Linked DNA regions of Mus musculus: all the other regions are linked to region 5. Evidence: chromatin contacts called from public ChIA-PET, HiChIP or PLAC-seq and promoter capture Hi-C data. All regions are on one chromosome and are shown on one strand. Each heading gives the region's core, a stretch centred on a gene start, on an enhancer-like site or on the middle of the called end of the contact. The rest is flanking DNA. Distances are from core to core; before and after follow the strand shown. Region 1 overlaps Itpr1 (inositol 1,4,5-trisphosphate receptor 1). Region 2 overlaps Itpr1 (inositol 1,4,5-trisphosphate receptor 1). Region 3 overlaps Itpr1 (inositol 1,4,5-trisphosphate receptor 1). Region 4 overlaps Itpr1 (inositol 1,4,5-trisphosphate receptor 1). Region 5 holds the start of Edem1 (ER degradation enhancer, mannosidase alpha-like 1). Region 6 overlaps Itpr1 (inositol 1,4,5-trisphosphate receptor 1). Region 7 overlaps Itpr1 (inositol 1,4,5-trisphosphate receptor 1).

Evidence for each region. Promoter capture Hi-C pulls out the DNA fragments that hold promoters and counts their contacts. ChIA-PET counts read pairs in DNA pulled down with a chosen protein or histone mark. HiChIP or PLAC-seq counts read pairs in DNA pulled down with a chosen protein or histone mark.
Region 1: a contact with region 5 is called in a promoter capture Hi-C map of the HPC-7 cell line. The contact joins the enhancer-like site here to the promoter of Edem1 in region 5. A contact is called at or near these places in 5 of 39 promoter capture datasets (the C10 cell line, the HPC-7 cell line, liver and 2 more), 2 of 115 datasets of contacts at active chromatin or transcription factors (bone marrow-derived macrophages and effector CD8 T cells) and 1 of 9 other capture datasets (adipose tissue).
Region 2: a contact with region 5 is called in a promoter capture Hi-C map of embryonic stem cells. The contact joins the enhancer-like site here to the promoter of Edem1 in region 5. A contact is called at or near these places in 9 of 39 promoter capture datasets (the 3T3-L1 cell line, the C10 cell line, HPC-7-derived erythroid cells and 5 more), 8 of 484 Hi-C or Micro-C datasets (3T3-L1-derived adipocytes, the N1E-115 cell line, Sertoli cells and 5 more), 3 of 115 datasets of contacts at active chromatin or transcription factors (bone marrow-derived dendritic cells, embryonic stem cells and large pre-B cells) and 3 of 9 other capture datasets (adipose tissue, liver and macrophages).
Region 3: a contact with region 5 is called in an RNA polymerase II ChIA-PET map of effector CD8 T cells, with 16 read pairs. The contact joins the enhancer-like site here to the promoter of Edem1 in region 5. A contact is called at or near these places in 8 of 484 Hi-C or Micro-C datasets (B cells, CD4 T cells, the N1E-115 cell line and 3 more), 5 of 115 datasets of contacts at active chromatin or transcription factors (CD8 T cells, bone marrow-derived macrophages, effector CD8 T cells and 2 more) and 1 of 9 other capture datasets (macrophages).
Region 4: an H3K4me3 HiChIP or PLAC-seq map of bone marrow-derived macrophages shows a contact between it and region 5, with 3 times the contacts expected there. The contact joins the enhancer-like site here to the promoter of Edem1 in region 5. A contact is called at or near these places in 3 of 39 promoter capture datasets (the C10 cell line, liver and pre-B cells), 5 of 484 Hi-C or Micro-C datasets (CD4 T cells, the G1E-ER4 cell line, embryonic stem cells and 2 more) and 3 of 115 datasets of contacts at active chromatin or transcription factors (bone marrow-derived macrophages, effector CD8 T cells and pancreatic cancer cells).
Region 6: a promoter capture Hi-C map of liver shows a contact between it and region 5. The contact joins the enhancer-like site here to the promoter of Edem1 in region 5. A contact is called at or near these places in 6 of 39 promoter capture datasets (the 3T3-L1 cell line, the C10 cell line, HPC-7-derived erythroid cells and 2 more), 5 of 484 Hi-C or Micro-C datasets (the N1E-115 cell line, cardiomyocytes, differentiating embryonic stem cells and 2 more), 1 of 115 datasets of contacts at active chromatin or transcription factors (pancreatic cancer cells) and 4 of 9 other capture datasets (adipose tissue, embryonic stem cells, liver and 1 more).
Region 7: a contact with region 5 is called in a promoter capture Hi-C map of liver. The contact joins the enhancer-like site here to the promoter of Edem1 in region 5. A contact is called at or near these places in 2 of 39 promoter capture datasets (embryonic stem cells and liver), 3 of 484 Hi-C or Micro-C datasets (all in embryonic stem cells), 3 of 115 datasets of contacts at active chromatin or transcription factors (embryonic stem cells, memory CD8 T cells and pancreatic cancer cells) and 1 of 9 other capture datasets (liver).

What each region holds. Positions count from the first base shown.
Region 1 is chr6:108,324,771-108,328,569 of GRCm38.p6, forward strand. All of the region lies in intron 4 of Itpr1 (inositol 1,4,5-trisphosphate receptor 1), which reads left to right. Among named protein-coding and RNA genes, the nearest start is that of Itpr1, 110 kb to the left of the region's middle. Within about 2 kb of position 2,326, at least 83 of the 459 cell types and tissues checked have an H3K27ac peak or open chromatin away from gene starts, as enhancers often do. A contact at or near this core is called in the HPC-7 cell line, adipose tissue, bone marrow-derived macrophages and 1 more, where this site is marked.
Region 2 is chr6:108,408,688-108,412,404 of GRCm38.p6, forward strand. Itpr1 (inositol 1,4,5-trisphosphate receptor 1) reads left to right here. Exons shown (of 62, transcript NM_010585.5): 36 at 2,122-2,242. Among named protein-coding and RNA genes, the nearest start is that of Gm35165, 62 kb to the right of the region's middle. Within about 2 kb of position 2,279, at least 17 of the 459 cell types and tissues checked have an H3K27ac peak or open chromatin away from gene starts, as enhancers often do. A contact at or near this core is called in embryonic stem cells, where this site is marked.
Region 3 is chr6:108,547,751-108,551,203 of GRCm38.p6, forward strand. It overlaps Itpr1 (inositol 1,4,5-trisphosphate receptor 1), which reads left to right. Exons shown (of 62, transcript NM_010585.5): 62 at 2,003-3,366. The coding sequence ends at 2,089. Among named protein-coding and RNA genes, the nearest start is that of Gm44040, 14 kb to the left of the region's middle. Within about 2 kb of position 1,996, at least 81 of the 459 cell types and tissues checked have an H3K27ac peak or open chromatin away from gene starts, as enhancers often do. A contact at or near this core is called in B cells, CD8 T cells, Th1 cells and 3 more, where this site is marked.
Region 4 is chr6:108,528,196-108,531,494 of GRCm38.p6, forward strand. All of the region lies in intron 60 of Itpr1 (inositol 1,4,5-trisphosphate receptor 1), which reads left to right. Gm44040 (a long non-coding RNA gene) reads right to left here. Exons shown (of 2, transcript XR_003956493.1): 1 at 968-3,299; 2 at 1-801. Among named protein-coding and RNA genes, the nearest start is that of Gm44040, 5.9 kb to the right of the region's middle. Within about 2 kb of position 1,441, at least 79 of the 459 cell types and tissues checked have an H3K27ac peak or open chromatin away from gene starts, as enhancers often do. A contact at or near this core is called in bone marrow-derived macrophages, where this site is marked.
Region 5 is chr6:108,827,288-108,831,034 of GRCm38.p6, forward strand. Edem1 (ER degradation enhancer, mannosidase alpha-like 1) reads left to right here and starts at 1,354. Exons shown (of 12, transcript NM_138677.2): 1 at 1,354-1,946. The coding sequence starts at 1,453. Gm35417 (a long non-coding RNA gene) reads right to left here and starts at 989. Exons shown (of 2, transcript XR_377956.4): 1 at 930-989.
Region 6 is chr6:108,425,533-108,429,367 of GRCm38.p6, forward strand. All of the region lies in intron 40 of Itpr1 (inositol 1,4,5-trisphosphate receptor 1), which reads left to right. Among named protein-coding and RNA genes, the nearest start is that of Gm35165, 45 kb to the right of the region's middle. Within about 2 kb of position 1,454, at least 158 of the 459 cell types and tissues checked have an H3K27ac peak or open chromatin away from gene starts, as enhancers often do. A contact at or near this core is called in the N1E-115 cell line, adipose tissue, liver and 1 more, where this site is marked.
Region 7 is chr6:108,454,765-108,458,041 of GRCm38.p6, forward strand. The region is part of intron 44 of Itpr1 (inositol 1,4,5-trisphosphate receptor 1); the gene reads left to right. The region is part of intron 3 of Gm35165 (a long non-coding RNA gene); the gene reads right to left. Among named protein-coding and RNA genes, the nearest start is that of Gm35165, 16 kb to the right of the region's middle. Within about 2 kb of position 1,982, at least 206 of the 459 cell types and tissues checked have an H3K27ac peak or open chromatin away from gene starts, as enhancers often do. A contact at or near this core is called in embryonic stem cells, liver and pancreatic cancer cells, where this site is marked.

The DNA of each region.
Region 1 (3,799 bases), core at 1,076-3,575, 500 kb before region 5:
GGATTAACTATCATAAGCCCCATGACCTCACCACAACCTTTGCACTAGGAGCCAAGATTCTACATTGTGATTCTTTGGGAGATAACCATCTCTAAAGCCTGGCAGCGTCCTTTAGTACAAAGCAGTCCTCACCTCTAAGGGATTATTAATGGTGCCCAAAATACATATAGCATTGAGCAACTCTGTTCTTCAAAGCACACCATTTGTATGTTAGAATCATTTGTAGCATCTTCTTGAGACTTTGTGATTAGGCCCCAACATCTGAGGCAGGACTGTACTAAACCTTTGTGGTAGGAGAATTTTGACAGTCATTCTTCTTGGCAGATATTTTGAATTTTTGAAAAGTGCTTTAGTAGTGGGCTGTGTTTGCTAGGCTAAAAATAATGTGTAAGCACATGAAGCATAGGTCATGAAAGAAAGTAAGAAAACAGTTTTCATCTTCAGGGCAGACACTGGATGTCTGTAAAGTGAGCCCCAATGTAATAGTTTCTGTTTAGCTAGGCATAGAGTTAGGGTTAGGTTCACTGAGGGTAGGTATAAATACGTGCAAATATCAAATGTGGTACTGTGCAAACTGCATATCTACATGTAGGAAAATGAAACTAGGTCCCTGTCTCTCACCCTTCAGTTCAAAATGAACCAACAACCTTAATATAACATCAGAAACTCTAAAACCGTCAGAGGGGAACACTTGAAGTTATAAGTAGAGGCAAGACATTTCTCGAAGTGACTCCAGTAGTTCGGGAGATTATCCCAAGTATTGACAAATGGGATTGCATGGAATTAGACAGCTTTGGCACAGTAGAAGAAGTGATAGAGTCAAGAGACGAGCGTACAGGCTGCGAGAAAATCTTTGCGAGCTATGCACGTGACACGTACAGTTGGAGATCAATACCTAGAATATATAACAAAGTAAAAAGTTTAAGTCCTTGAAAAATCATCATTCAGTCAATAAATGGGCAAATGAATTGAACAGGCATCGAAGGAAGACATGAAGAGTTAACAGCTGTACATCAAAAAGTTCAACCTTCATAGCCAGAAGGGAAAACTACATTTAAACTAGATTTGGATTCCACCTCACCCTGGTCAGAATGTCGATCAAGAAAGCAAATGACAAATGTTGGTGAGGATGTGGGGGAAAGGAGCCCTTATTTACAACTGGTGGGAATGTAACTTCTGCAGCAATCGCTATGGAAATCAGTCTAGAGGTTCCTTCAAGAGCTAAAAATAGGACTACCCGGTGATTCAGCTCTTCCACTCCTGGGTGCATACCTAAAGGGATCTAAGCCAGCACGCCACCAAGATGCTTGGGGACATGGATTGTGATGTGCTGGTTACAGTGGATCAGATACGGAACCAGCATAGAGGCTCAACCCTAGATGAACAGATAGAGAAAGAGCGGTGCACATACTAGTGAGAGTGCAGTACGTCGCAGGAAAAGGGGTGGGTCTATCTGCAGGTTGGTGCGATAAGCAAAATCATGTTTTCTTTATGTGTAGGATCCGTATTTCAATCTATCTGTCCACGTGACACGAAATTAGGAAGGGGTTGCTTGGGAGAAGAAAACAGTGAGATGGGAAGAAAGAATGACGAAATAGATAATGAACAAAGTCCAGTGATCTGTTTGTCTTTAAATATCTCAGTGAGGCTGATGAGTTTGAGTGCTGATTAAAAATGATCTTTTCTGAATGGTGAGGGCATGGCCCCACACCCACCTGACAGGAGCTGTCTCGGAGTGCTGGGTGGAGCACAGTCCTGGGGTGGTCCAGGTTAGGTTCTCATCGTCTCTCTAAGTAGCAAGCAGGAAAGAAAGGGATAGCAAAGTATACATGGGCAGGCATCCTTGTTCTCTTCCTGTGGAGAACTGAGGCAAAGCCGTCTGCGGCAGCTCTGCTCGGCTGTTGGTTCCTTTTCTATTTCCAGTCCGTACCCACTGCACAGATGAGGAAATCATCTGTGGGGCTACGGGCCTGGCTCCCGAGCAACTGACTCCTCTGGCTTCTTTCTTTGTGTACACAGTGATCTTCCTTCCCTGCCAGCGGCCTGTACCTGCCAAGCTCCGCCGAGGGCTTCGCTAGATGGCTTTCGCATCTCGGCTTGCTTTTGTGTCCCCGTGTCCCCGTGATGCAGACACTCTTCAGGCTTCCCATGGTGCCTGCAACCAGGTTTTACTGACTTTAAGTGAAAGGCACATCACATCGTGGGGCAGAAACAGCCTACTTTCCTTTTGTGTAGTGAAAAAAAAGTGTACTTTTCCAGGAGACTCTGGGAAGGACCAGCCTGGTAACTTATGTAACTCCTTTCATGCCAGGCTGCCTTAAGCCTTCCAAAGCCCTTTGGTGGCTATAAGCTGGCGTGGCTAAGGCTGCAGGTTTTGAAACACCAGGCCTGGTGCAGTGAGATCTCTTTGCTTTTGACTCTGAGAGGTGAAATGAGTTCAATATAGCAAGAGTTTTCACCCCAAAGCCTACAGTGTTGTTTGTGTCACAAATGTGACTTTTCTCGCTCTACCCCCGACTCTCCATGTGTCCATGTGTTAGATTCTTTTTATTGGATAGATCCATCCAGCATTCCTTTTTTTCCCCCCACAACCTTCTCTCATTCCCTTTATGTTGAATTACAGCTTCAAAACAAAACAAACAAACAAGCCAAAACCTCCTTGAACCAAGTGAATTCTTTGGGTTTGGTTAAAAAGTGTAAGCTTGAAAATAAATTTCAAAGGTGGTTTTTAAGACTTTCTATTGAACAAAGAGTAAAACCTGGAGACTGGAGAACGGTCGGACGTGCAGCGCCGACCTTCAGCAGTGACGAGCCAGCACCTTGCTTCATGGACTTGATTAACGTGATGTCATTTCCAGACATTGTGTTATTTGGTTTGAGAGGACATTTTCAAGTTGCTTCCAATTCCAGCTGTTGGGGTAGAATCGGCAACCCAGGAAAGCCGTCCTGTGCTCTGTTGCAGGCCCCCTGGGCCAAAAGGGATCAGGCCTGAAAAACTGCATTGCCTGAGTGAGTCTGTGTTGGTGACACAGAAGACTGAAGCCATAGGGGAAGTTGGTGATGTCATCTCTCTCGCTTTCCCCTCCCCTTCCCACTCCCAACCCTGAACCCTGACCAAACAAAGCATATTTTTCTAGTGATAGAAATCAGACACTTTTGACCTTTTTCTTGAAGGGAAATTTTGTTTTTCTTCTTCCTTTTCCTTATCAGCAAGATCTTCCTTTTCATGGAACCATAAAAAGAAATTCATTGTTTGAGGTCTTTTTAAATACATGTATGTATATATACGTCCATCTATGTACACATATATATGTACAGACGTTAAATGTATCACTGATTAAATTTTACCTACTCATTTCATTCCCATGCTTGAATATACCGAAAATTACTCTTTCCCTAAAACGCATCTGATCTCTCCAAGCACCAGCATCCCACTCCCCAACAGAGGTGACCACTGTTTTGATATTGTCAGGAATTTCATATAAATGGGGCCACTCTGTGTCAACAGACTCATTTTGTTATCACTGCCTTGTGACCTTTCACTCAAAGTAAAATAATATTTGTGAAACCTGTCCCTGCTGTTTTCGTGTGACACTGGCTTGCTTTTTAGGGCAGCATGGCCTCCCCGCATCTCGGTGTTGCGTGACTGTGCCGTTTGCCTGCCCACTGTTTCACAGCAATGGTATTTAATTGACTCATCACTGTGTTAGGATGTGTTCAGAGGCCTTCAAGTGAAGTAGCTGATTTCATTTTGAAAGTTAACTTGTGATCTAGCTCTTGTGGCTATTCCCTGTGGAGA
Region 2 (3,717 bases), core at 1,029-3,528, 420 kb before region 5:
CAGGGTCATTCTAAGGCTAAATGAGATACTCGCGCAGTTCTTAGCACAGGGGCAGGCCAGGGGCAAGGACTCGGGGCAGGTAGCTCTTTCGATTGGGACCCTTTATAAACTCAGAGGTTAAGCAGAAGCCACAGCCATAGGAACTGACTCTAGGTTCCTTGGCCAATTCCTCTGGCTCCCTGTCCCCTTGACCTCTATGAGTACTGAAGCTTGCTGCTGGGTGGTTGGGAGCGCAGGGCAGGCTGTTCTTCCGGAAGATTCCAGTCCCAGCTGACCTGAATGGGGAGAAGAGGTTGAGTCAGCGCTCTGCTGGCCTCTCTTAGCAGTTTTGGATAATTTTATCCTTGCCCAGCCTTTGTCTTATACTAGAACACAAAGGTAACTTCCATGTCACATAGTTATTATCCAGGTCCAAATGAGATCATGCATGACACATCTGGCTTGTATCACGCACCCAACAATGGGAAGATACATGAACCGCATTTGTAGGGGGGAACTGAAAATTCTATTCCTCTGTTTCATTTTCTTAAAACAGGCTCTCTTTCTCCTCTAGCACTTGCCTTGGTTCCCTCTCACCATGGAAATCCCTTTAGATTTCTCACCGCCTCTTTCTTTACTCCTTTCCGATGCACTTTAGTGCAGCCGAATGAGTTATCTGCCCCAAACAGATGACTGGTGCAGCTCACCATACACCTTTGCCTGGCATGTCCAAAGAGAAAAATGTCACATGAATAGAGATAAGAAATCCCTACTTTAAAAAGCATTCAGAAAGTCAGTATCTAATTCACTAGCTGTATGCATGCTCTTACTTTAAAAGGAGTGCAAACTTAGTTCTTCTCATGAGGCCAAAGAGAGGTCTTCTCATAGAAAGCAATTGGCTTGTGCCCGTGCTCTGGGTTAAATGGATATTTATTGTCACTACCCATTACAGCTGGGTTGTCTTTGTACCATCAAAGAGACTGTCATAAATAAGGATAGAGGTGACGTCCCTGCTGACATCCATCTGGCATTCCATTTTTGTGAATTAAAAATATAGTGTCTACAGGACAGCCAGGGCTATAGAGAAACCCTGTCTTGAAAAAGCCAAAAAAAAAAAAAAAAAATATATAGTGTCTAGGGCCAGTGAAATGGCTCAAGTATAAAGGCACTTGCTAGCATGCCTAGTAGGCCTGTGTTTGATCCCTGGAACTCCCATGCTAGAAGGACAGAACTGACTCCCCATGACACACATGAATGCATACAGTTAAACAATAAGTAAATTAAATAAGCAAACAAAGTATTGGACATACAGATGCTAGCTCAGGATGGTGGTTTGCACCTGTAGTGCAGCTGTTGGGACGCTGCAGCAGCAGCAGAATCATGAGGTCAGAGCTTTTCTTGGGACATGGTGCTTCAAGGAGAGTTTGGTCTAAGTGACTGTGGTACATCTAACATGCTGGGGGCCACTCACACCAGGGTGAAATCGCTGACCTGGGTTAATTCATCTGGTTCGTAGTTGCGTGGCTTTACTGCTTTGGAGCGTTTGATTTCCCTGCTCACTCTGGTGATCAGAATTCATTAGATAATATCAAGTTTAAAATGCATCTAAAATAAGTAACATGAAGTCGGTGATACTATTTTATTGCTTTAAAATGCTCCTGAGCTTCTCTCACCATCTAGGCACTGTGTTCTTCAGCTTTCTGTTGATATGATGAAAAAAAAACAGACTAATTTAGTTACAAACAAAAAAAGATTAATTTTTTTTTCCCCAAAGCTTTGCGGTGAGGCAGCATATCATGGCAGGAGTGTCTGATGGGGTAGACATGTTCAACCAATCATAAAAAGAAAGCAACAATAGCAAGGAGGAGGGCAATGTCCCACCCCCTGTCCTTTGGATGCCCGAAGGACCTCTTCCTAGGTCCCACCTCCTTCCTATGGTACCAGTCTGAAGACCAGTCCCTTTAATACATAGCTCTTTAGGGGATAGTCAACATCTACACCAAAGCAGACACATTCTGGAATCCAGTCCTTGACCCTTCTGGAATCCTCCCACTAAGATGTGGAGGGTTCCAGACAGCCTCTGTTTCTAGCCAGGCCATCTGTGTTCTGCAGCCTTCTTCACCTCGCCTCTCTCTCTTATAGACCCGCCAGCCTGTCTTTGTGCAACTCCTGCAAGGCGTGTTCCGAGTTTACCACTGCAACTGGCTGATGCCGAGCCAAAAAGCCTCGGTGGAGAGCTGCATCCGGGTGCTCTCTGACGTAGGTAAGGCAGCCAATCCGTCTGGATGTGGCGGGATGAAAATGAGTGGCCTGCTGTTTACCGAGCCGAGCCGCAGCTCTCCCAAGGAAGGAAGCTGCAAAGCCAGACCCAGAGCCGAGCTCTTGACTCCTTGGCCTCTGTCTTTGCCAAGCCAGCACAGTGAGAAACAGTAAATCCTTGAAAAACAAGATTCCGTAGATCAAAGCCAGACGGCTCTTGGCAAGTGACTATCCATCAAGACTATCAAGACCCTGGGAAGTCCCTCATTCATAGCACGAGTTTGTTTACTCCAGCAGATGCATTTTGCTACGTGGAAATTTTCTTCCTGTGAAGCACCCCTAAGATCCCAAAGAGCACCCTTTCCCGCAAGTGGTGCACTGTTTGCATCTCTCTATGAAGTGGCTGCTTCTCTTTTCCCTCTTTGCTTCCCAACCCCCAAGACTCTTATCTCAAGGCCAGTCTAAAAGGCACTTGTTTATCCCTCCCCATCCTTGCGTTCTGCAATGCTAGTTATTGAACCTTGGCCTATCCCATATTAGGCAAGCACTCTAGCCCTGAACTACACCTCAGCTCTTTCCAAAGGAAAAAAGTTTAAGTGGTACTATCACTGTACATGTTTTGGGGTACAGCATTGTCAGGGGAATTGGCTTCCTGTTGCCATAGAAACCAGATTTCTTTCTTCTACTAGGTTTGAACTAGTTGGTAAATCTCTATATATTGTTACTATCCTGCAACTGCCCGTTATCCAGCCTTTGTCTAGCCTTCCCTTGCCTGAGCACTTTTCCTCTTTTACGTCTACATCTCCTTAAATCAGTCTTCTGACCTCTTCCTCTCTATACCTTCCATGAGTTCTCTTCACAGGAATAAGCTTTCCCACTCAGATGAGAAGTCTTGTGACTGAACTAGAGCCCCAGATCCTGGCAAGCAACAAGCACACTTCTCAGAAACGATGTCCTTGGGAAAGGATAGGATTTATGGGAAAGAGAGCTTTCATAGTGACCAGAAGATGAACATCTCCTCCATGTTATAACTTAGGGCAAGCAGAGGCTGTATTTGTGAGGACTCCTTGCCTTGGTTTTTTTAGGCCCTGCCTTATTCCTGTTCTGTTACAGTCTCAGCTGACAGGTATTACATGAGTGTGCCTGCGTGTGGGTGTTGATGTGTGTGTGTGTGTGTGTGTGTTGGGAGCGATTAGGCTGAGAGAATGCCTGGATGGCCCTATGCTTTCTTCAGACTCGACAGCAATTCATAAAGATGAAATACGCTGTTCAGGCCAAAATGTCTGTGTAAGTCCTTAACCCACAAGTTAATTGGTTTTGATTTAAGGAAGCTGTTGGCTTCATGGGCAGCTTGACACTTGGTCAGAGAAGCTACAAGGCTCAGTAGTCTCAGCAGGAGTGACATGGAGACAGCGGGAAGCCAGCTCAGCGGTAGAGAGCTCACCTAGTCTACACGAGGCCCCGCATCAGTCCCGGGAA
Region 3 (3,453 bases), core at 746-3,245, 280 kb before region 5:
TCCTTGGCTACTTTCTCTAGCTCCTCCATTGGGGGCCCTGTGATCCATCCATTAGCTGACTGTGAGCATCCACTTCTGTGTTTGCTAGGCCCCGGCCTAGTCTCACAAGAGAGAGCTACATCTGGGTCCTCACTTGTTAAAAAGCAGAAAGCTTTACAGGTTGTGAGTTTAAGACAAAGATAGAGTGAGGGACTTACTGAGCAGAGAAGAGGCCAGTGTATAAAAAAGATTCTCTCTGGTACCAGCAGTTACTGAAGTATTTCTGAGAAAGTTGTATGGGCCAGTTTTGAGCTGCATGGCCTTAGCAGTTCCATATGGATGTTTTAGGAAAGTACCCTTTCTTAAAGGGTGAGTATGCCAAGATTTTCTAAACCCATTTAAATACTCGAGATTATCAAGATATGAGTGGATTCCCCACAAGACTGCCTGTCTAGACAGCAGTTTATGTGAGCAACCTATCCAAACTACCTGAGCTGCCCTATCTGAACTGTCAACCATTCAGATGAGCATGGAACTGACATGTTAATGTAACAATGAGTGCATCCATGCGCCATGTGAACATCTCCTTCCTCAGATGAACCTGGGAATGTAAACTTTGAAGGCTGGCTAGAATATCTTCATTCAGTTCCTAACAAAAACCTTTATTTAAAACTTCCAAGTAGAGGTGTTCAATCTTTGTACATCTTTTTGTCTAAATTATAATAAAGAAAGTGTTTCCATTTGAGCATAAAAATAGTATCTCTTGGTTTAAACAGTAAAGTGCTCTGCTCTGAGAAAGCAAAATATAACCACTTTAAACCTGAGCCAGAGTAACTGAGCTAGGTATGAACCAGCAATCAGTGCAGGCAGGAACTGAAACCCAGGCACCCTGGCTTTGACTCTGGGCTCTCCCATTTTCATACGTCCCATCTCATTTCGATAGGTCCTCAGCTTTCTACCCTCCAGACGGAAATTACATTCATTACTTGGACTAATGCACAAAGTGACAGAAGTTAAATAACATTTTACATTGACTTAAATGGCTGTCTGAGTTTAAAGTCTTTAGGTTTTTACTGTTCTACCCTAAACCTTATGCTATTGGCACATAACTTCATCTAATGTATTCATATAGTCTCTTATCTTAGTTAACTTATGAGCCTCAAGTTCAGAAGTAGTCCTGAGAATGCTGAGAAAAGTCTATTGCAGAGAACTGAGTCGTAAAATACCCAGGAGAGAGCTAGAGACCCAAAGTGAGAACTCAGCCCAGCAGCCAGAAGAAAACCAACCTCTTGCTCTGGGCTGAGAGTGTACTTTCTTCATGGGAACCCACACTGAGAAATGTTCTCACCTCATGTGACCCAAAATCAAGTCCCTGTTCACAGCACTGGTGGCCAGAGCACTGTTTATATAGCCGTTTAGTTACCCTGCACCTTGCAGGGGTGAGGACCTGTCTGTCATCTTTCCTAGAAGAAGCAGGTAACTTTTTTTCTAACCTCGCAGAATCACTGAGCAGAGGAAACCCAAGACCCCTTGAAGAGTGTGGGCACAAAGTCTCAGACCCAGGGATTCTAAAAACACTGCTTTTTGCAGATAATGTGACATAACATAACATAATCATAGCGAGCTGCCATTTTCCAATGAGTCTTGACATCACTTGGAAATGGCGTTTGGAACTGATCTAGAAGCTATGCTTCACCTGTCTTTTGTTTCTCTATGAAACAAGCAGCAAGCAGTACTTGTGAATGTCACCCTGCTGTGCTCGCTTCGGCAGCACATATACTAAAACTGAATGTCACCCTGCATGATGAGGCCACAGAATTCCCCATCTGCGGAGGAAGATGCCCTTGTGGAAGGGGTGTGTGTGTGTGTGTGTGTGTATGTGTGTGTGTGTGTGACAGTACACTATTTGTAGAAAGTGGGTTTCAGTATAACCCATAACCACAGAGGTAAACCTATGGTTCAGTGTGTGACCTGACGCACAGGAAGTGTCTGAGTGTAATGATGAAACTTTTTAACTTTCCAGATGACAGAACAGAGGAAGCAGAAACAAAGAATCGGCCTTCTAGGACATCCTCCTCACATGAATGTCAACCCACAGCAGCCGGCCTAGGCAAATGAGGCAGAGGGACTCTGCTCAGCCCTCTGTATATCACTGTCAGGGTGGGTACGGCTCATTGGTTCTGATTTGCCCACTAAGGGTACATGTGCGCTTAGTACATTTGTAAATACTCAGTTTTGTATTGTATGTATATGATTGCTATTCTCAGAGGTTTGGACTTTCGTATTGTAATTAGCTCTGTTGGCATGGTGACTTGTCACTCCTGCCAAAAATATTAAAAATGCCTTTTTTGGAAGGACTACAGAAAGTACCTGATTTGCACTTGAACCAGATTATAGATTTAAAAGTATATGACATGTATTTTGTATTTAAAACTAGAATAGCCAGTATTTATGTTTTTTATAAAACTGTGCAATACAAATTATGCAATCACCATAACTTTGTAACTCCTGAGTGTCCTAAGGGAGTACACATCTTTGAAGCTGATTTGTTGATACTCGTGTAATAAATGGTTAAATATCAAATGCTGCTGCTGCTGCCAAAATTATATTAATAGCGAGTTTCTGGCCCCTGGGCAATTTTGTACCTTGTAATTATCCTATGGTGATGCTGTTTCTCGTTGCTAATGGCATTAGTGCCCCTGTATCCTAGTGATAACTCCAGGTCTGTGAACCATTCAAACAGCATTCATTTTGAGAAAAGCAACTTTAGTTTCAAGGATAATTTTAAGCTTCAAAATTAATCATTTAAAGTGTTTCTTTAAGAGAGCCATGTTAGAGGCTCACACTTTAGCTTGAAAGGAGTTGATGAATTAATTTTTTAAAGGGAACTTTTTACATGACGTTTGGAATAACAGCATATTGCTGACCAGTCAGTGTCATCTCCCGGGTGAATTTTGATGTCACGTTATAGTCAAATGAGTTAGCTGATGGTTTCTAGATTTTCTTCCTCTGAACCATGATGCAGTAGGTAAGAAGTTATTATGCGTATATACATATATACATTCATATACGACAAAGTAGGAGCTGTCCCCTTAGGATGCATAGCTGCCCCTAGGGTACGTAGCTGAACACTGACAATGGCGTTCTTCTGAAAGAGCCACGTTTGGGTTTTATTTCTTTGTCACATGATTTCTTTTCTGGATGGGTGCAAAGTATCACAGGAAGTGTTTTCTCTCTGTCGCCTTGTTTTGTACCTGGGTCTCGCTTTACTAGACCGTCTCTGCACAAAAGTTTAAAAACTGAACCGTATGCAGAGTTCCGAAGCAAGTCAAGTTTGTAAATGCATACCTAAAAATATTTAATAAACGATGCAGAATCCTATGCAGTGACTGGCTGGTGGCTTTCATTTGTCATTTCCTTGTGGCTTGAGAACGATTCCAGTGTTAGACTTTTCTCCCCATTGGGACTGAGTAA
Region 4 (3,299 bases), core at 191-2,690, 300 kb before region 5:
ACAACCATGAGCTCATGCTATGTGGCAGCTGTTACTGTCAGGAAGAGACCTCCCAAACCTCTCCTACTCACTGATTCTGGGCAGGAAACTAGGCTGTGTGGCAAGACAAGCCTTGGAGACTGCTGTCACTGCAGGTAAAGGACAGAAAGGGGACAGCCATCAGGGATGGAAGCTAAAGGCCAGCAGTGCTCACCCCTCCTAGACACTTCATGTCTTTGACAAAGGCTCTTTAGTGGCATGCGACCCTGAGGAAGGACAGCATTCGCCTGATGCTCTCCTTAGTCTGTCAGTTAAGATTCCGGAGCGTCTGCATCTGTTCAGTCACTGCTGCAGGCCATGCAGGAGACCAAGTGGGAAGCCTCCGGTGGCTACTCAGAAGGTAAAAGAGCTTTCTGGACAGCACCTTTCAGGCAGAGGCATCAGGCCTAGAATATGGGCCTCCACTCCCAAAGCTAGCGTCTGACTGGTGGTTTAGGAAGAGAGCCTACTGGCCATGGATGGGGATGATGGGGAGTTGCCTAAGTTCTGAGCATAAGACCCCTTTGCCTGCATTCACATCCCAAAGGCATATGTCCTTTATGGTAATGGCCAACCTGTATAAAAAAACGTGACAGCCAGGTATGTGGTGGCTCAGACCTGTAATGCAAGCCCTCAGGATGTGGAGACAAGATTGCAGGAGTTTGAGGACAGGCTCAATAGGTTAGCCGTATCACCTTCCCTAGTTCAGTCAAGAAATGGCCCACAGTCAAGGTAACAAGGTTCTTCCTCTCCATCGAGGACAGTTGTGCTTTTCTGCTATCCCTAGGGGGAAACAAAGGAAACTATCTTGTAGTTGAGAAATTCCCAGCCATTTGCCCACAAGTTAAATTTCACTTAAGTACAACATGACCTGCATCCTCATCTCTCTCCTTTTGGTCATCCCTTGTCTTGTTTCATCAGTTGATTTTCCCACAGAGCCCATTCCTACCCAAAGACAGGGTGTGGGGACAGAAGATCCTGGTCTGAGTGCCAGCTCTGCTCTTTCATAGGCATGTAATCCCCAGCAAGTCATAGGACATCGGTAACCCATTGACCATCTGGGACTTATACAAATTCAGGTTCATGCTACCTCACACACCCATCTGGGACTAGACAGATAAGACCCAGAGTGTGGCAGGAGGGTGTGGAGGGCAACAGCTGGTGGGCAAGCCTAAGCACAGCAGCCAGCAGACGGAAGGCCACATGGTGACAGAAGAGCCAAAGGGAGCTTCCTTGTAGTCCCATCCCTGTGGGAGGTACCTTGGCTGCCAGCTAATGGTCACCGGTCACCAAGCCATCTTGATTTTAATAGCTTCCTATGTGGAAAAAAAACAAAACAAAACAGTATCTTCCCCTTTCTCTAGTATCAGTGGTGTTTCTGTCAATTCAGAGAAATGGTCTTAGAGTTGTGGGGTTACTCTCGGTTCACTAGTAGACCTGACCTTCGGTTGCAACCCCAATGGTAAGTAGTGCTGTGACTCAGAAGTCTGGAGAAACTTGCTTTCTTCTGTTCCCTGCCCCCTATAATACATATGCAGCTTAATATATAGAAATGATGTCATCTTTGTCATAGGCAAGCTATGACTGCTGTGACCTCATATAGCCCCTGGCAGCATAGAAATAGATAGATAGATAGATAGATAGATAGATAGATAGATAGATAGATAGATAGATAGATAGATAGGGCTGCCTTTTCTCATAGGAACTCCAGTCATGGTAGTAGCCTAAGGAGTTTTGTTAATCTGGATCTCCATATGTGTTTCCACAGTTATATGCATGCCCTTTTATATAATTTCTACACCAGTGGCTTTGTTCTGTGCCCACCAAACTGAGGATTTGTGCTTGTGTAAGGTTAAGGTGATACTATTGGGTAGGAATTCACTATGAATTTTCTGCCCAGGAGGATGTAAATACTACATAAGTGGGGACATTAGAGGTAAGAGACAAAATATATGATTCCCAGAAAGATACAGTTGCCCTTTTTTCTGCTGTATTCAAGGGAGAAGACTGAATTCTTGAATGTTAGAAGCACAAAAAAAAAAAAAAAAAAAAAAAAAAAAACATTAAAAGGAAAGGTGTTTTGTTTAAAAAATGAATGATGAATTTCTTTTCCTAACTAAACACAGATTCACTTATGTATCTTGAAATTCCACCTCATAATCTTAGATACCCCCCCCCCAGAAGTGTTTCTGAGTGAACTTCATAGACAGTAGGGTGACTGGATAGAATATCCTGGGCTATTCTGAGTGCCTCTCCTCCATGGTAGCATGTGATAGACAGGTTATTTCTATCCTGCCGATGAAATGAGCCATTTCAAACCAGATTAGATCATGTACGCAGGGTTATGGGGAAGCTGCTCTCAGGTGAGTTCACCGGCCCCAAGAGGGGGAGGGGGAGGGAGGGAGAGGGAGGGAGAGAGGGAGAGGGAGAAGGAGAGAGAGAGAGAGAGAGAGAGAGAGAGAGAGAGAGAGAGAGAGAGAGAGAGAGAGAGAGAACACGAGAACAAAATATCTGGATTATATAGGAAGAACCTCTGGGGGAAAGGCAGCTCAGCTGGAAAATTCAAGGTTGCCAGCTGGGTGTGCCAAATTAGGACTGAAGGATGCTGGGAGAACCTGAAGGCCAGATCTGCTTTGATATGTAAAATACTTGTCCTGGTGCGGTAAGCCAAACATTGGGGTCACCTAGGACCCAGCAGTGGCTAAGGAGAATGTGTTTCCCCAGGTGACCTGAACAGCGGCTAGAGTACACTGGCAACAGCAGGGCTGATTGGATAGCGGTTGCCTGTCCTAGGTTATCATTAATCACCCTCCGGTGCAGCATCTCGCCCATCCTATACCTAGCAGAATATAAACACTTCACCAATGAGAACTCAGCCGGGTAAAGCAGCCTCTGCAGGGTCACACAGCTGGACCAGAGCTGCTGGGCCCCAGTTCAGCCTCAAGTGGCCCCACCCACACATCTAGGTTCCCTTGCAAGTGGGGGGGGGCAGTCTGTGCACCTGCACACAGCCCTGGGGTCAGGAGCCTGCAGCCTTTGTCATCTGGCTGCTTCATCTCCCTAGTGGTGTGGAATTAATCACTTTTTAAAAAGGCAGAAAAGGCCCCATGGGGGGGGGGGGGTAGGAAGGAGAGCCGGAAAGAGGATCTCCTGGGTAATGCTGGCTGGCTAATGCATAAATCAGCAGGCCTTGAGCTTTGTGGTTAGATGGGGTTTAATGCTCAAAGCTGTGCATAGCCAGCCTGGCTCCCAGGTGACCACCTCAAGTGCTAGAGAGTGTC
Region 5 (3,747 bases), core at 104-2,603:
TGGCTGACAGCTGACCAGAGTGCAAGCTACATTTCAGCTAAAATTTGCACAGAAGTAGCTTATGGAGGAAACAAAGCATAGCTTTAATGTCCATTTTCAGTTTGTGTTAGCTTCAGGGAGGCAGAAACTAGTAGTTCCGTGTCAAGGACTGGAATCAGTTGGTCTTATACAAGTTTATCCAGTCCAGTAACTTCTTCCCCCTCCCCCCTTTTTTTTTGTATACTGCTCAGGCCTTTGTATCTCACAAAATAAGCTCTCCCAACCCAAAGAACTTAAATTGTTGCTGGCTGCTCTGTTGTACCCTATCACATTGCAGGGACAATTCTGACCCCAAAATGGAAGGAGAATGGTCCAGGATTTACCTAAGTCCTCCCTGTCATTGCCTTCAGGTTGGTGACAGGCATTACTGATTTCGTTACTTCCCCTATTTTTTTTTTTTTTTTTTACTTTTTTATTTTTATGTTTTGCAAGTTTGATAGACACAGGGTATAATCTTAGGAAAGGCAAAACTTTTACAGGCGCTCCAAGTGTTGAAAGCCACAGCCCTTAAAAAACGAAATCAGTAACCTTAATTATAGGAATTAGCACTTGGATGGGATTAAACCCCCAATCTGCCCTACATTTCCAAGGTCGCCTCTGCCTAGCACTGCGATGAGATGATAGGACTGTCAGGAAAAGATGTTTAAATGGTTCTGATGAAAATGATCTGGTGTTAGTTCCCCCTCCCGCCTTGTTGGGATTGGATGTGATCTTGGAGTATTTTAGAAGTATTATGAATTTTTTTTTTCCAAGTTAAGGCGTTCCAATAACAAAACAAAAAATCTGGACATTTCGTGCGGTCTGGACCAGGGAGTCCCACTCCCACCAAGTTAAAAACCTTTCCTAGATATTCGTAAGTACTTCCTTTGCCTAAAGGCCCTGGCCCTTACCTTTCTCACACCTACTACTCCATACCTGGACGGGCTTTCTCCCATCCATCTTCTGTTCAGGGACACCATTTACCCGGGCTAGGGCGGGTCAGAGGCCATGTCTGTGTCCGGCTCCCGGAGCTCCCGTGCCGCGCTCCTATTGGCTGGAAGTTCTTTCCCCAAAAGCCAGAGCGACCTAGGCTCGCCACGCCAGCTAGACCAGACTCGGAACCGCCCAGGGGGCGTGGCCCAGTGGCAGGGCGGGGCCTTGCAGTCCGGGCGGCCTATAGAGCCGGAGGGAGTCCCCGGCCGCGCCCCTCGAGGCCGGGCCGGTGGAGGCCAATCCCCGGCGGCCGGCGGGCGAACGCGGGGCCAGGCGGGCCGGTCCCGTCCGCGGGGCGGGGGACAATGGACCAGTTCCTGGTGCGTCACGAGGGAGTTCCTTAAAGGGGAAGTGAGCGGGCTCCCGGCGGACGCGCGGGGAGGCGGTCGGCTGGGGACGCGCCCGGCGCTTCAAAATAATGCCCGCGGCGGACGCGCGACCATGCAATGGCGAGCGCTTGTCCTGGGGCTGGTGCTGCTGCGCCTCGGCCTCCACGCGGTGCTCTGGTTGGTCTTCGGGCTGGGGCCCAGCATGGGCTTCTACCAGCGGTTTCCGCTCAGCTTCGGCTTCCAGCGCTTGAGGGACCCCGACGGCTCGGGGCCAGTTGGTCCGCCCGGAGGCCCGGCCTGGCTTCATCGGCCAAGGCGCGGAACGGAGGGGCGGCTTGAGACCCCGCCAGAGCCGGGACCGACGCCGGGACCGGGCGTGTGCGGCCCGGCGCACTGGGGCTATGCCCTGGGCGGCGGTGGCTGCGGCCCGGACGAGTACGAGCGGCGCTACAGCGGCGCCTTCCCGCCGCAGCTGCGTGCCCAGATGCGCGACCTGGCGCGGGGCATGTTCGTCTTCGGCTATGACAACTACATGGCGCACGCCTTTCCGCAGGACGAGCTCAACCCCATCTACTGCCGCGGCCGGGGGCCTGACCGCGGAGACCCGTGAGTAGCCCGCGCGCTGCCTTCCGCCCCTCCGGGTCCCTGAGAACACACCAGGGTCTTTAAGGTCCGCAGTAGTCCGAGGTTCCTCCTCTCCTTACCCCAGTGGACTGCCATCCCCTTGATTCTCCCTGACCCTCCAAACTTCAGGACAGCTGTCCTTGTCATTTTCTGTTGCAAATGGGGAAACTGAGTCCCAGAGACCGGAAGGGACAATCACAGTATCCCTTGCTCCAGATAGACACATATCTAAGTGCTGGTTATATAGGTTTCCTTTGGAAAACTCCGCTTCAAAACGAAGCCTCCCCACTCCTGATCAGAATGCCACACCCAAAGCTTTAATAAGGTTAAGGAGCGGGTTCCTAGAAAGGGGCCATCTAGTGAGTTGGACGCCCGGATTGGGATGAGGCGTTAAGTGTTTCTCCTTTCCAGGGGCCGCAGCCTAGACTGAGGGGAGCTTATTGGCAGGAATGGTAGTTGCCTGGCCCAGATTGGCGATCTGGATACTTGAAGGATGATTTCTTAGGCGCAGAGTTGACTGACACCGTCATTGCTTGGTACCATCGTAAACACCAGTGGGGTGATGGTGCTGTCAGAAGGTCAACTAGTCCTCGCAGCCCACTAGCCACGTATGGGAAGGTGGAGTTCCGGGGTTACTCGAGTGGACTTCAAAGTCCAAGACAGCAGGACACCCAGCCAAGTTCCTCCTCCCTGAAGGGTGTGCGTTGCCACAGACCAAGTCAGGCTGGTTGGTGACTGTCGTGTTTCCCTCTCCTTAGATGGGAGTGGAGTTATTAGGTTGTTTGTTGTCTTGGCATTCTACATGGACACCCTTGGACATCTGGCATGTGCATTTCCCTTTACCTTATGGAAGCCAGGAAGGATTCTTAGTTTCAAAAAGGAAAGCTAAGGGCTGATGAGATGACTCAGCCAGTAAGGGCCCTTGGCACTGTGCTCAGACGGGAGTTTGATTCCCCAGGACCCACATGGAAGAAGGAGAAAGAACCGAAGAGACTCCTGCAGTTGTCCTCTGACCTCTACTCGCACTCCGTGACTCCCCCACACAGCTAGCTAGTACTCTAAAAGTGCAGGAAGAGCTATAAAAAGTGGGTTGGTTATCTGTAGATTTGTGTCTGAATTTGCAGCCCGATGAGCTTTAAGAGGGAGCATCTCACACAGAGGGCCTGGGTCTTTTCATAGTTGTAGCAGACTGATGCACTATGTATATGTATACGTCAGCCTTTGTATATGTTGAAAAACAAAAAACAAAACAACAACGACAAAACCAAAGCCTTCCTACTTTATTTCAGCAGTGTGGGGGAATTGAACACACGAAGTTCTTTATAGCTGAGCTAAATTTCAGTCTTTTTTTTTTTCCTTTTTTTTTCTTTTTTTTTTTTTTGTTTTTCGAGACAGGGTTTCTTTGTGTAGCCCTGGCTGCCCTGGAACTCACTTTGTAGACCAGGCTGGCCTCAAACTCAGAAATCCGCCTGCCTCTGCCTCCCGAGTGCTGGGATTAAAGGCGTGAGCCACCACGCCCGGCTTATTTTCTCCCAGTTTCTTTGGGAGGCGGGGGGGGGGGGGGGGGATAGTTATGTGAAGTAACATCGGTCCTTTTTGGGATTATAGGAAGGGAATGAGATGTTTCACTCCTAAGAGACACAGGAGAGACTCCATACCTATGGTTGTTGTTTTCTTCAATTCCAGCCTTCACCCTTCCCTCTTCTCCCCTCCTTTTCCTTCCCCTCCTCTTCTCTCCCCTTTCTTTATCTTGTGAGAACAAATTTCATTAAATCTGAGAGGG
Region 6 (3,835 bases), core at 204-2,703, 400 kb before region 5:
TCTCATTGCGGAAGAGCCACTGCCTTTTGATGACGATAAGGACAGTTGAGTATCTCGGGGAATAGATGGCTGCAAACAACTTGGGAGAGAGGGAAAGACCTCCTGCATGAACATCAGGACTTTGGGCAAGACGCTAAAGTAAGGGTAGAGGCACAAACTTCTCATAAAGAGCATGCATGTACAGGCTCTTCCCAGCTGCCCTCTAGAATAAAATTTTAATTGACACCAGGAACAGGAGGGTGTCGGTGTTTGTGTTTGCTTCTTGGCAAGAGAGGCAGTCTCTATCTTTACCCCGACTTGATCTTGTTCACTGGAGATAGGAGAAACAAACTAGGGGTGGATGCGGGGGTGAGGGTGGGGTGGGGATAGAAAAACTACCTGCACTGTGTGTGTGAAGCTTCATGGATTGCTACATTTGTGTGCTTGGGACTATACATCCCCCCAAAATCTTGGACTGATGACAAAGGCCAGTCAGTTATCAGAAGGGCCAGGGCCACAGAGTATTGGTATCCTATGGTTCTGACAGTTGCCAGGGGTAACTATACAGAGGGAGCCGCAGATAAAGATCAAGATACAGAAAGCTCCCTCACTGGCCATAAATGGACATCAGCTGATGTTAAAGATCCTGATTTCTATCACTGGAAGCATCTGTTAGGTTCCAGGTACTATGTTAAGGGTTTGATACAATGTGCCTCCAAAAACATAGTATCTGCCGTGCTGGAGACTCTGCTAGAGACCATACAAATTAATGGAAAAGTTACCCCAGCCTGTCATGCAGCATGATAGAAATACATGGAATTGTGGGGAAATGTTATCTGGGGCTTTCTCGATATGTCAGAAGGGCAAGTAGTCACTTCAGAGGTCAGGCAAGAATGCAGTGGGGAACCTCAAGGCAGGACCTACTTTTCTAAACTAGGAAGTGCCATGCCTTTTAAGAACATACTTGGGGTTTAGGCAGCAGTAGTGGATGATGGGGTGGGCCATCTAGGTTTCCTCATTTTTGTCCTTGATACTAAGTTGTGTGTTTTAAAAGTGTGTGCTGTAGTTCAACAGACATGCCCATTCCTCTTCACTTAATATGACATCCTCACTGAATTACTGTCACCCTGGTGACAGCAGGCAACTGCAACTTTGCTTTCCTGTATTGAAAAAAAAAAACAAAACAACACAACAGATATCCTTGTCACCCAGAGTAGCTGTAGCCTGATTTTATTTATTGTGACCTAAACTTCTCTCCCCTACAAGCTAGTGATGCCACAGACAAAAATGTCTGTAATATTCAGGATGTGAAGGGTGGGAGTGGGGGTAGGGGTGCAGACAGCCGCTTAGGAATTGCTAGTTTTCACCTTCAGGGGGCGCGCTCATGACGTCCGACCCGGTGGAGGCGTCCTACTTTCTTACATTGCTGCAAACTGCTGAGTTGGGAACCTGCCAACCCTCAGGCAGCCGTTACATAAGCCCTTTCTTTTTTTCCTGGAATTTAAGCTCACTGCTGATGTGCGACCTTCAGCAGTAATTGCCAATAAGTGCAGCAGGACTGTTTACTGTTAGACACTGGCAACCACAGAGCAAGCTCTGCTGTCAGCACACAGAAGCCACTGCGGAGTCTGCTGAGGGCCTTTTCAAATCTTTGGACTCTCTTTGTTATTGTTTCTGAGATTATTCCAGAATGACTGAAGTTGTGTAGTTGCGTCATGCCAGTTTGCATTTTTTAACTAACGGACCACACTACTGAGTTCTGATGAATCCTCTCTGTAAGATATGCATCAAAGTTCATGGGTGGAGCCATTTAATTTTTAACTTATCCTTATTTCTAAAAGCAAATGCAGTTAAAATGAGAATTGTATTTGTAGATGTGAATATTTAAAATTGTCCATTTAAATTCAGAAAAAAAAAAAACCTTCCATCTTTGGTTTGGGTTTTTTTTTTTAAAGATTTCTTTTCTCTCAATGAAGAGGTTTCAAAGTCTGATAAAAGATGGACCCTGACTTGCTAGCCCATTCACTCTTGTTTTGTTTCCTTTTCCCAGGGTTATAAGTAGATTGAGAAGCAACGGAGTGCTGATTTAGGGAACCAGAAATGATAAATTATTTTTGATGTACTGATATATGAGCCTATCATACATGTCTTGACTTGTGTCCAACTACTGCCAAGATGGTCCATAAGTGGACATTATATTGAAGAGAAAATGGTGGATGCTCAGAGGCCAGAGAGGGATTCCGGTTAAGGGCAGAAGAAAGCAAAGCCTATTCACAGCCATACTGTGTGCTGGTCCTATAATAGACTCATATAAAAGGGCTGGATAGAGAGAGAGAGACGGGGTCGGGAGGGTTGCTGACTCGAAAGCACCAGGAGTAACCTAGGACATATATAGGTATCTTTTCTTTAAGAAGTTCAAAGAGTGATAACAGATGTGCATCCCTCCATAAGAAATAGGGTGCCTTGTTTATATGAAGCAAGCCCACAGGCATCTTCTATGCACATATCACGTTACTTGGTTGACATCACAGTTATAATACCTTGATTATTGGCCTCATCCAACAAGGACATTGAGGGCTCAGAAACTTGAGTTACTGTTTAAGTTATTCTTAAATGTTTGTTACTCATTTGGATCTTTGTTTCTACGAAATTATGTTTTGCTGAACATCTTTGAGAGTTCTGGGGAAACTTTTAATCAAAGGGGCAATATGATGAAGCAGTCTGGGGCAGTACTCAGTTTTCAGATTCATAACTAGACGTGTTCATCATCCACCGACCAGCTGTGATTAGAGATGTCAGCAGCATGTATGATGAGGGAGAAATAAGACCTAGAATATATAGATCTTAAAATGTTATTACTTAAAATGTTCACTGGAACATCACCATTCAAGTAAAGTAAATAATAATAATAATAATAACAACAAACAACTACTACTTCTGAGGAACTAAATTTATTTATCAAAGCCTACTCTTCACTTATATTGGCATCATATCTTCTATTTACATAGCTATTCTTGGGACATGCATACTTTGCTTTTATGCTTATCAGAATTGCAGCTTACTTCCTTAAAAGCAGCTTATCCCCTAAGAAACCGTGACTTCCTTCACTGGGGAAGGAAGTGCTGATGGAGATGAAGAAGGTGTAGGATGTTGCTTGGTGTTCTAATTATATCCTCATTTGGCCAGGTCTCTGCCATGTCCAAAATCAAGTAGAACTTGGCCGTTAGATGCTTAAAAGTAAAGTTTACTGTCAGTAGACCTTTCGTTATTTGATATGTCAGCTGGACGGAATCACGATAATGCTCCAGTTTCTGCGGACACGTGAGGAGGTGGAAGCCCAAAGCGGTACTCTGGTGACCAAAAAGGCTTCCCAGAGGGCCTCGTCACATGGCGCCAGCCAGTGCTCTCACTTGTCCATGGTAATCCACCAGTAAAAACATGCTAAAACTTGTCCTTCTAAATACTAATTCATGAGGCCTCAAAGCAGCCTCTAGGGTCCAAAAAAGGCTTCATAGGACTTTCAGGGAAAAACTAAAAAAAAAAAAAAAGCTAATTGGCTTATATTTCATTTTAACAATCAGACTTTAAACCAAGCACAGTAGTCATCTAGGGAGGAAATACAGGGTGAAGTTCGGTGGGAGAAACATGGAAAACATGGGATCTCACATTAAGAAATAAAGACTGCACATCTGATGGCGTCTGCAGAATCGAACGTGCTTCTCTGGGCAAAGAGAGCTGAGGCAGAGTGGAGAATTAAACAAATGAACAGAGCACGACACACCAGTTCCGGCTCTGTCTTCTTCCTTTCCCTTAGCTTTGGTGTTGGCAAGGGACTGACGATAGCTGCTTGGGTTCC
Region 7 (3,277 bases), core at 732-3,231, 370 kb before region 5:
AGCCTCCTGCCTGATCTAAGTGCTCAGGTTTTGACTACCTCTGACTTCTGATAAGGAAGGAAATCCCACAGTACAATGAGAGCCGCTGAGCTGATTATAGCCCACCGGAGTGATTTTGCTTGCCCAAAATGCTGAACTTACCTAGACTTGGAGCACTAAAGTGGCCCATCTTTGTGCTCTAGGGACATCACATCCTACCCTTCATTTGACTGATGCCTACCGGTCTGATCTTTGAAAACATTTGAGTTGAAACCCTTACATTATGGGTTTAAAAGTCTCCGTAGTCTACACCGTACATCCTAAGATTCAAGAAAAGCTTCCTGGGACCAGCACCTGTACTGTTGTCTTGAAGAACAATCCACTAGGGAAGTTTCCATGGTAACAGTGTTTGAAACAGTCTGACAGCATCAACAGGTTAAGTAAGAAGTCTTCTGGCTCAGGGGCGCATCCTGTAAGCACAGCTCCTTAGAAGGAAGCCTAGGAGAGACTATGACTGAGCCCAGGCAGGACTCAGCCACTGGAGGGCCTGGCCAAAACAGGCCAGGCTTTAGGGCCTGTTGGTTTGGCAGAGCAAAGCTTGTTGGTGTCATCTTGTTTGTGGGAGGCCTTTGTAGCCTCCTGGATTCTTACTGTCCTGCCTGTTAAGGAAAAGAGAGACAGCTGCCTGTGTCTGAAAGGTAGTTAGAACCCAGCCCTTAGCTGGAAATCTTGATCTCTGCTACTAGATGTTGGGTTTCAAACCTGGGACGAATGGTTGGGGTGGCTATGTAACATGTCAAAGCGGGCCTGTCCTGTCCCTCAATCCTTACCTGTTACAGGGCCCTCTTGGCTGGCACACCCCACCCCCTAGCTTAAATTTCTCCAGTCCAGGGGCTGGGCCTTTTTGGTTGCCTGCTCTTGGTGTCTGTTTGGGTCTTGTGGATGATGCACATGGATCTCCTCTCTTCCCCCTCCCCCCTTCCTCAAATAGTGCCTCTCCGTCTAGTCACATCTACTCTGGACTCTCCCAGATGTGCCTGCATACTCTAACTCTGGGCTCTCTCTCCTTTTTATCTACAATAAACCTCCTCCTCCACCATACCGAGGGGCACTCATGCTTGCTTTCTTTTCTATTCTATTTCTTTGTTCATTCTGTCATCTCCCTGTAAAACCCACAGGAGCCACTCTCCTGAGGCTCTGCTGTGGGCGTTTACCCTCAAGTTTTTCAGTTTTCATCAGGAAAGGTCCTAAGAGGAAATCTCAAGATTTTTCACCCGTTTTTGTTACTATTGTGTTGTTTGTTGGTTTTTTGTTGTTGTTGTTATTCTTGGTTTTTTTTTTGTTTGTTTGTTTGTTTGTTTTTTTTAAATATCCAGAGATAACTTGCCCCAAGGATTCCTAGCTTTGGCCTGAGTTCCTTTTAACTCGGAAGTCTGTATCCTGCTGTTTAAACATTAAGATGGTTCCTCACTGCCTTAGAGTCGGCAACCTGCAGGCCAAGGCGAACTTTAAAGAAAAACCAGGTCATGCCGCATGTTTTTGGTGAGCACAGGAATCAACAAAGCGCTGTTACATAACTTCTATTTATGTCCTCCTTGCTCACTATCTGCAGGCAGGCAAGAGTCGCAGAGCTGGGATTTAATGAGCTCTGGGTTTGCTCACCTTCCTGAGCTGGTAGGAACCAGCTTGTTCTCAAAATGCGTCAGTAAAGAATCAGGCTGTGGGTGGGCGGCCAGGGGTAGTAGGTGGGCCGCATTGTTGCCATGGTGTTTTTTAATTCCCCTGTTTCTCAAGGATCCTGCTCTCTCCTTCCCTGACTCCCCACCCCCTTCTTTTCTTTTCTTTCTTTTTAATCCATGCGCTTCCTTGTTTCTCACGCCCACTCGTGATTTCTTGGAGCTGCCTCAGGAAACAGGAATATTTTCCCTCCCTTCCACAAACACCCCCATTGTGTAGCCCCAGGGCCTCAGAAGAGTTTTTCCTAAGGTGCTCCTTTCCCACCCTCCCCTGTCTATTTTCCCGTGATTTTTCGTAACCACTCCCTCCATTGCCCGGGCTTAGCCTCCCTGTGGCGGGATGGAAGCTTTCTGTCTCCTGCTAGATTGCTCCGGAACCAGGTGGATTCCGTTGCTCCTAGCACAGCAGTTTGCCCCGGAGGAGAGCGGTTGTTTGTGTTTCCCTACATCCTGGTCTCTGCTCTTGCCCTAAACTGAATGACATCTGTCCCCTCTAGCCATATTATTATGAAATAGAGTCACACTTTATAAAAGGAAAACAAGGGAAGTTTGTCCCACAATGATGACCCCTGTTACCTGAAAGTTACAGGTTGGATTAACACACATTTTAAAAAAAATAGAAAAAGTCATGTGCTAGGGAATTAGCTAAGTGGGACAGTGTGTACTTGGCACGGGTGAAACTGGGTTTGATCCTCCATCTGTCTCGAGAACAGTGCATGTGTGTGAGAGCTCGTGTACACACACACACACACCCTCCCTCCCTGACTCTGATACATAGCAAGGAAGGAAGGAAGGGCTGAGAGCCCTGTGGCTGCCAGGGAGAGCTCCCTGCTCCCTGCACCTCGGCTTCTGAGGGAAGCCACCCAGGTTTCTGTGCTGACTTTGTGTCCACACTCTCAGCAGAGCGGAAGCTTTTAACAAGTACAAAAGAATAAGTTGAGATGAAAAACTCCAGCGGGGGGGGGTGGGGGTGGGTTGGGGGTGGGGGTGGGGGGGGGGACAGTTCCAGCAAAACAGGCTTAAGATTTTTAAAGTTAAAAAAAAATTTAAAAAGTCAAGCCCACCCCTTCATTGCTTACGAGTTGTGCAATCCTTACTGGAGGTAGCTGTTTGAATAATCAAAGGCCGGCTGACTTCCCTTCATTAACTAGAGCGGCAGACATCTGCATAAAACATCCCAGATTCCAGACTGAGTAGGTAATTTTTTTTTCCCTCTGAGTAACTTGAGGGACTTTCCCTTTGGAAACCTTCCAAGAGAGTGAACTTCGTGGTTGAGACTTTTTTCTCTTTCTCCCTGGTGTTGGATGTAGAACCCAGGGCAAGTGCTCTACTGCTGCGCTTGTGCTGGGCAAGCCCTACCTACAGTGGTTTTTACTGGGCTAGGCAGCAGCTTGATCCTGAATATGAAGCAATTCAGTCACCTCAGACACAAATCTGGAGCCCTCAGTTCTGAGAACGTTCTTGGTGTTCACAGCTGACCGCCGCTCTATATCTTAGCGCCACTTGCCACTTCAGAGCCTGCCCACACTTAGATTTCTCAAGGTCCACTAAGATCCCTTGGA